Regions from separate parts of the Mus musculus genome. Here region 2 is linked to region 1. Evidence: chromatin contacts called from public Hi-C data. All regions are on one chromosome and are shown on one strand. The core of a region is the stretch at or near the end of the contact, and the rest is flanking DNA. Distances in the headings are between cores, read along the strand shown. Region 1 has its middle 58 kb from the start of B230118I11Rik. Region 2 overlaps Sh2d1a (SH2 domain containing 1A).

Region 1 (3,135 bases), core at 468-2,967:
GGATGAAAAGTGCATTGAATAAAACAGGAGTAACTTGTGAGTGTTTACATTGGACTTAATGGTGAGATTACATTTTATCATGTGATAACTAAAAATATGAAATATCTTAAAAGTGGTTAAAATTTTGTGCTAAACTTAAAAGTAAAATACCTCAAAATGTTTAATGAGCAACTTGTGCCCACTTCCTTCAGTGTCATTGGGTAAGCTTGAAATGCTTAGATGCTGTCCCCTATCAATACTGATACTTTGTTGTCAATATTGATTTAAAAAAAAAAACTATTTGTTATAAGTAGGTGATGATAAAAACAAATCTAGCTGGGCGTGGTGGCGCACACCTTTAGTCCCAGCACTTGGGAGGCAGAGGCAGGCAGATCTCTGAGTTTGAGCTAGCCTGGTCTACAGAGTGAGTTCCAGGACAGCCAAGGCTACACAGAAAAACCCTGTCTCAAAAAAAAAATCTAAATGGTGTTTTATAATCACTTCAGAATACATGCCAATCTAAATTTTACTCATATATGCATGCTGTGCTGAAGATCGAACATAAGGATTTGTTCATCCTAGGCAAATACTCTACCACTGCGATATATACCCAGGGAAAAATTATCTTTAAAGGATATAGAGATGAAGTTGAAGCTCCATGTTAGAGCATCTATCTAACATGCATAGAGCCCTGGGTTTGATTTCCAACATCATAAACAACATAATTAAAAGACATTTAATAATACTTTATTATCTTTCATTGATAAGTACTGTGATGAAATGGCTTTCGAGCCTACAAGTGGGTTATAAATACAGCTGAGTCTTCATGTTGGGCATCTGCTGCTGCGTCAGCAACAATCAACTTGCAAAGCATACATGCAGGCCACTGTGTGGCTAGCTTAGATATTGCTAACAGAATCAGATAGATATAACTATATAACATGTGTGAGGACAAGGATTGGGAGATGGTATTAGCAGTTCCTCTCCTCTCATTGCCCTCAATTATTTTAAGGTAGGCATCCTGTTGGTTGGTCACTTCCTTGTACATAATTGGCACGAACCAGTTGGGTAGTAAGGTCCACGTGTGCATTCAGATATGGATGACTGTGGAGAAAGGAAGGCAAATTTCCGGATTGTGTTCTCCATGATTACCCCATTGGAAAAATCCGTAATAGATTGCAAACAGCTGAGAGTGACTGGTATGCAGGCTCTGACCCCCTTGACCTCCGACTGTCCTAAACCCTGAGAAGATTAATGATTATTGCCCTACTTATAATCCATGTAAGCTCTCCCGTGTGTCAAAGCCCGTGATTTGGAAAGCTCTCCTTTTTATGCTAAGTCCCTCACTATAACTCTGCAGGCCCTTTTGGGTTCTCCCAAGGAGGCAGTCTCATTTGTATTTCTACACTCTGGCAAACTCCATCCACATGTTTACCTTTGGAAAATTGCACCAGAGTGAGATGAAAGAGGGAAGCAGGGGACAGGGGAGGTGGATCTGGTTCCTCTATTTGGATGCCAATGGAAACCTGCTGCTGCTGCTGCTGCTGCTGCTGCTGCTGCTGCTGCTGCTGCTGTTGCTGCCTTGGAAGGTTTAGTGAGCTGAGGTTACAGATGCTTTGATGACCTTGAAATGCTTAGATGCTATTCCCTATCAAGACTGCAACGGTGTTCTTTTGAACACACTGTGTTATGCTCAGACAAGCCTCGCCCATTAACGTCAGGGATGGGACTGAATTCCAAATGCCTGGCAATGCTGTCGTAGCAACAGTGACAACAGCTGAGGAAAATGCAGGTCCTCTGGGTACTAAACAAGTTTCCAGTTTTCTTTCTCCTTCAGGCAAATGAGGCCAAGTTTGCCCTTCCAAGTAAGTGTGTACTCCTGTGTTCGTAGAGCTGTGCACAGAAGCACATTCTCATGAAAACGAAAATGAGGAGCTAGAGAAAATTTAATTATAAAAGTAATCAAAATAAAATTGTTTTACCCTAAGCTGTATCATATATATATGTTATATATTTATACATTTCAAATTTGTTATTTCCAGAATGTAATAGCCTCAAATTATTATTAGTTTTTAACACAACTGATATTAAGATAGATTTGTTGATACATTACATTAGTGAACCAAACTGGGCTGTACATATAATTAATCTATTGTGCACCTCAACTCATTGTAAACCTTACTCAAAAGGTATGTTGCTAATCTCTGTTCTGGCAACCTCTTTAGTTCTGGGTGCCATTGGTAAAACCAGAAGAAAACTCTTCAATGCTCCTTATGCTGGTGTGTTCAAATGTATAGGATTTAATCCAGCAGTTGTCAGTGAACGTACTGAAGTGTTTCTCCTCTGGCGCCTTCTGCCGTGCCTGGGAACAGGAAGAAAAGAACCAAGTATAAAGGAATGTTGGAACCAGGGTCATGGCCCTGGGAGTTGCCTTCCTTTCATCTCCTTGGAATTATAAATATCATTTAGGTCACGAAACTGCTGTTTGGGTTAACAGCCAAACCACTTTCTCTCCTCAGCTGTGCTGGCATTTCAGCTAATAATCCGGCTGTTCATTTCCTCTTCGCTCTCATGAGTCTTCCTTTATGGTTTCCAAGGCAATTTGAGTCCCTCCCCCACGCCCGTGTTACTTCAACCACCCCAATTTGTCCTGTGTCTTTCCCATTATGTGAAAATGTCAAGAAGGGGAGGGCTTATGTTTGTCTCAGTTGTTCATTGTGTTCCTAACATTCCACTCAGAGTTTGATGGGCAGAGTCAACAGTCAGTCAGGATTTGTTGCATTGCTGCACGAGTGAACTATTTGGCTTGGTGACCTGAGCATTTTTGTTCATTTCATTAAGCCTCAATTACTTATGTAAAAATGAAAGGAAGGAAGGAAGGAAGAAAAAGAAAAGAAGAGAAGAGAAGGGAAGGGAAGGGAAGGGAAGGGAAGGGAAGGGAAGGGAAGGGAAGGGAAGGGAAGGGAAGAGAAGAGAAGAGAAGAGAAGAGAAGAGAAGAGAAGAGAAGAGAAGAGAAGAGAAGAGAAGAGAAGAGAAGAGAAGAGAAGAGAAGAGAAGAGAAGAGAAGAGAAGAGAGAAAAGTTCAAGGGCTGGAGAGATGGCTCAGAGGTTAGGAGCACTGGCTGCTCTTGCAGATAACCTGGACTCAGTTCTGA
Region 2 (3,135 bases), core at 390-2,889, 190 kb after region 1:
CAAAATTTGTTTGAAAATTCAGCATAAAGGTCACTTTATATTTTTGTTAGGCAAGTATTTATTAAGAAAATTATGAGAGGTTGGAGAGATGGCTCAGTGGTTAAGACCCTGGCTCTACTTCCACAGGAGCTGATCTAGCTTCCCAGAACCCACACAGTGGCTCACAACTGTTTATAGCTTCAGCTTCAGGGGAGCCAATGCCCTCTTCTGGCCTCCATGGGCACTGCACACACATAATTCAGACATAAATGCAGGCACAGAGATCAAACACATAAAATAGAAATAAAATAAATCTTTATCAAAAGGAAAGCAATGGAAAAAATTTTCAGTACACTGATCACCAGGGAAATGAAACTCAAAGTGACTAGATTATTCCATCACTCCACTAAAAATAAATAATAAAAGCTACTATCAAAGAAAGTAAAGTACAAATGAGGATTGGGAAAGGGGAAACATTACACATTATTTAAAAAAACGTAAATAGGGCAATCATTTGGAAATATGGAATATTCCATGTTCAATATGAAGAACAACATAGAAGATCCTCAAACAGACCAGAACTACCACATTATTCAGTTATGCACTCCTGAGTATGCACCCAAAGAAAATGAAACCAGTATGTTGGAGAGATATTTGAACTCTCAGATTAATTGCAATAGTACTTACAAAAGCCAAGAAATGGAAATAGCACGAGGATCCATCAATTGAGGAGTGAGCACAGAAAAGGGAGACATAAACAGAATGGAAGTTTGTTCAACCATAGAGAGAATGAAATCCTGTCATTTGCAAAAATGTAGATATAACTAGAAGTCATTATGCTAAGTGAAATAAGGCAGACACGGAAAGTCATGTACCACATGTTTTCACTCATATGTGGAGTTTAAGAAAATCGTTCCCATGGAGATTGAGAGAGTAGTGTGGCTGGGGAAAGTAGGAGAGGTGTAGGGTAGGGAGTTGCCGAGCAGTGGGCACTAAGTATTCTGCTTTGCTTTATGTTGTGATAAATACAGTAACTTAAAGCAACTTGGGGAGGAAAGGGTTATTTCATCTTCCAGCTTCAAGTTTATTATTGAGGGAAGTCAGGACAAGAGTTCAAGGCAGAGAGAGTCAAGCAGAAGTAAAGCAGAAACCATAAAGGAATGCTGCTCACTGGCTTGTTCCCCATGGCTTGCTCAGCTTGCTTTACAAATATAATCCATACAGGGGATGGGACACCAGCAGAGAGCTGGGCTCTTCCACATCAATCATTAACCGAGAAAATGCCCACACCACAGATCTGCCTACCGGCCAGTGTGATAGAGTCATTTTCATAATTGAGGTTTCCTCTTCTCAAATGACTAGCTTGTATCAAGTTGACAAGAAACTAACCAGCACAGTGAAGTAGGAACAAAAATGTCTGATTTGCTTATGCACAGTCAGATGATAGATAATAATAATGGGTGATACAAAAACAAACAAACACAACCGCAGCACTTGGAAGAACTGGCCCCACACTTTGCCTAGGCAGCACAGTAGAGCTGGACCTGGTAGTGGGGCATGGGTGAGCCAACTCTGAGGGCATGAGAGCAGGACAACTGCCTGCATCCCTTGCCTGGGCAAGGCAGGAGGGCTAATCCTGGTGACCTAGCACAGGATTACTGGTGGACTGACCTACATAGCTTCCACCTAGGTTCAGATCCAGGTTCGGGATTAAGGGCACACATTACCACATCTGAATGCAGATCCCTCTTCTATTACACATTTTCACACACATTTTATGTGTGAGTGTTTTCCCTGCATGTATGTATGTGCACCACGCACTTACTTGGTGTTCACGGTGGTTAAAAAAGGACCATTAGGTGCCCTGGAACTGGAGTCACAGATGGTTGTGAACTACTGTGTAAGTGTCGGGAATTGAAGGTGGGTTGTCTGCTAGAGTAATAAGTGTTTTTAACTTTTCAGCCATCTTTCTAGTCCCATAGTAACTACCATCCTATTCTGTATTTCTTTGAGGTCAACACTTTAACATGTTAGATACTTTTTTTTTGTTTTTCTATGCCAGAAATATTTGACATCTTATCCTCCAGTTTTATTTATATTGTTGTAACTAGCAGAATTTAATTATTTCGAAGGCTGGATAGCATTCAATGCTACAGTACTCCTTGTTAAAATTCAATTACCATCACTGCTATACTGCAATGTTATACAATGGTAGAGTAATAGTATATTACTATTTATTATAATAGTAATATAAGAATAATTATATTTCACAGCATGATATACTTACTTTAATAATTTATACTGACAGTATTACTGTTAATTTAATCCGGTCTTATTTCAGTCAACCGCATTTAGCTTAAGACGCTGTATACTTAAAAAACAGTAAGAGTCTGCTGTGTTAAAGGTGTTTTATAATTTATGATTTTTTTTGTCAGTGATGCAGGTCTATAGCTTTTTTTTGTCTAGTCTTTCTACTAGACAAATACTTAGGTATATTAATCCACCTTACGTTAAGGAAAAAAAATCACTGGAAACTGTAATTGGGCTGAAATAATATGCAAGCAAATTAAATCTGATGGCTTTGTTTCCTGCGACTGCCAGGAAGCTGTCCATGTCTATCCAGTGTATGTAACTTTTTTTGTGTACTCTTTTTAGATAAAAGTAAGATCGAGTTTAGAGCATTCATTGTTCTTTTGAAAACTATTAGTAATGGACATGTACTCTTTCACAGGTATCAAGGTTACATCTACACATATCGAGTGTCCCAGACAGAAACAGGTTCTTGGAGTGCCGAGGTACAGCTCTTTTATTTGTTTTTACTTCTCTGGGTATAAGAAAAGTGCTTGAAATCTAGGTTGGTTTAAAAAAGAGCAGTCATACTATACACTACCAAAATATTTCAATCACTAATGCTCAATTCTATAGTCATTGATGGTTCATTTAGAAGCCTTTAGAAAATTGTGGTTCCAGACTTATTTAGCCACCATTATGTGAGGTAGGATCATTTTGGGAAAATGAAAAAATTTGAAGGACCATGTGTAACTTATAGTGTCTTTACAAACTTTTAGAAAGCATATAACAATAATAACAACAACAACAACAACAACAACAACAACAATAATAATACAAACCTAAAAAACTAAAAAAAAAAAAAAA

The links. A called contact is a pair of places that touch in the nucleus more often than the background predicts.
Region 2: a contact with region 1 is called in a Hi-C map of rod photoreceptor, with 5 times the contacts expected there. The contact joins two enhancer-like sites. A contact is called at or near these places in 4 of 39 promoter capture datasets (embryonic stem cells, hippocampal neurons and liver), 1 of 484 Hi-C or Micro-C datasets (rod photoreceptor) and 3 of 9 other capture datasets (adipose tissue, liver and macrophages).

The regions. Positions count from the first base shown.
Region 1 is chrX:42,318,939-42,322,073 of GRCm38.p6, forward strand. No RefSeq gene overlaps it. Among named protein-coding and RNA genes, the nearest start is that of B230118I11Rik, 58 kb to the right of the region's middle. Within about 2 kb of position 1,718, at least 10 of the 459 cell types and tissues checked have an H3K27ac peak or open chromatin away from gene starts, as enhancers often do. A contact at or near this core is called in rod photoreceptor, where this site is marked.
Region 2 is chrX:42,512,577-42,515,711 of GRCm38.p6, forward strand. Sh2d1a (SH2 domain containing 1A) reads left to right here. Exons shown (of 4, transcript NM_011364.4): 2 at 2,711-2,774. Among named protein-coding and RNA genes, the nearest start is that of Sh2d1a, 12 kb to the left of the region's middle. Within about 2 kb of position 1,640, at least 9 of the 459 cell types and tissues checked have an H3K27ac peak or open chromatin away from gene starts, as enhancers often do. A contact at or near this core is called in rod photoreceptor, where this site is marked.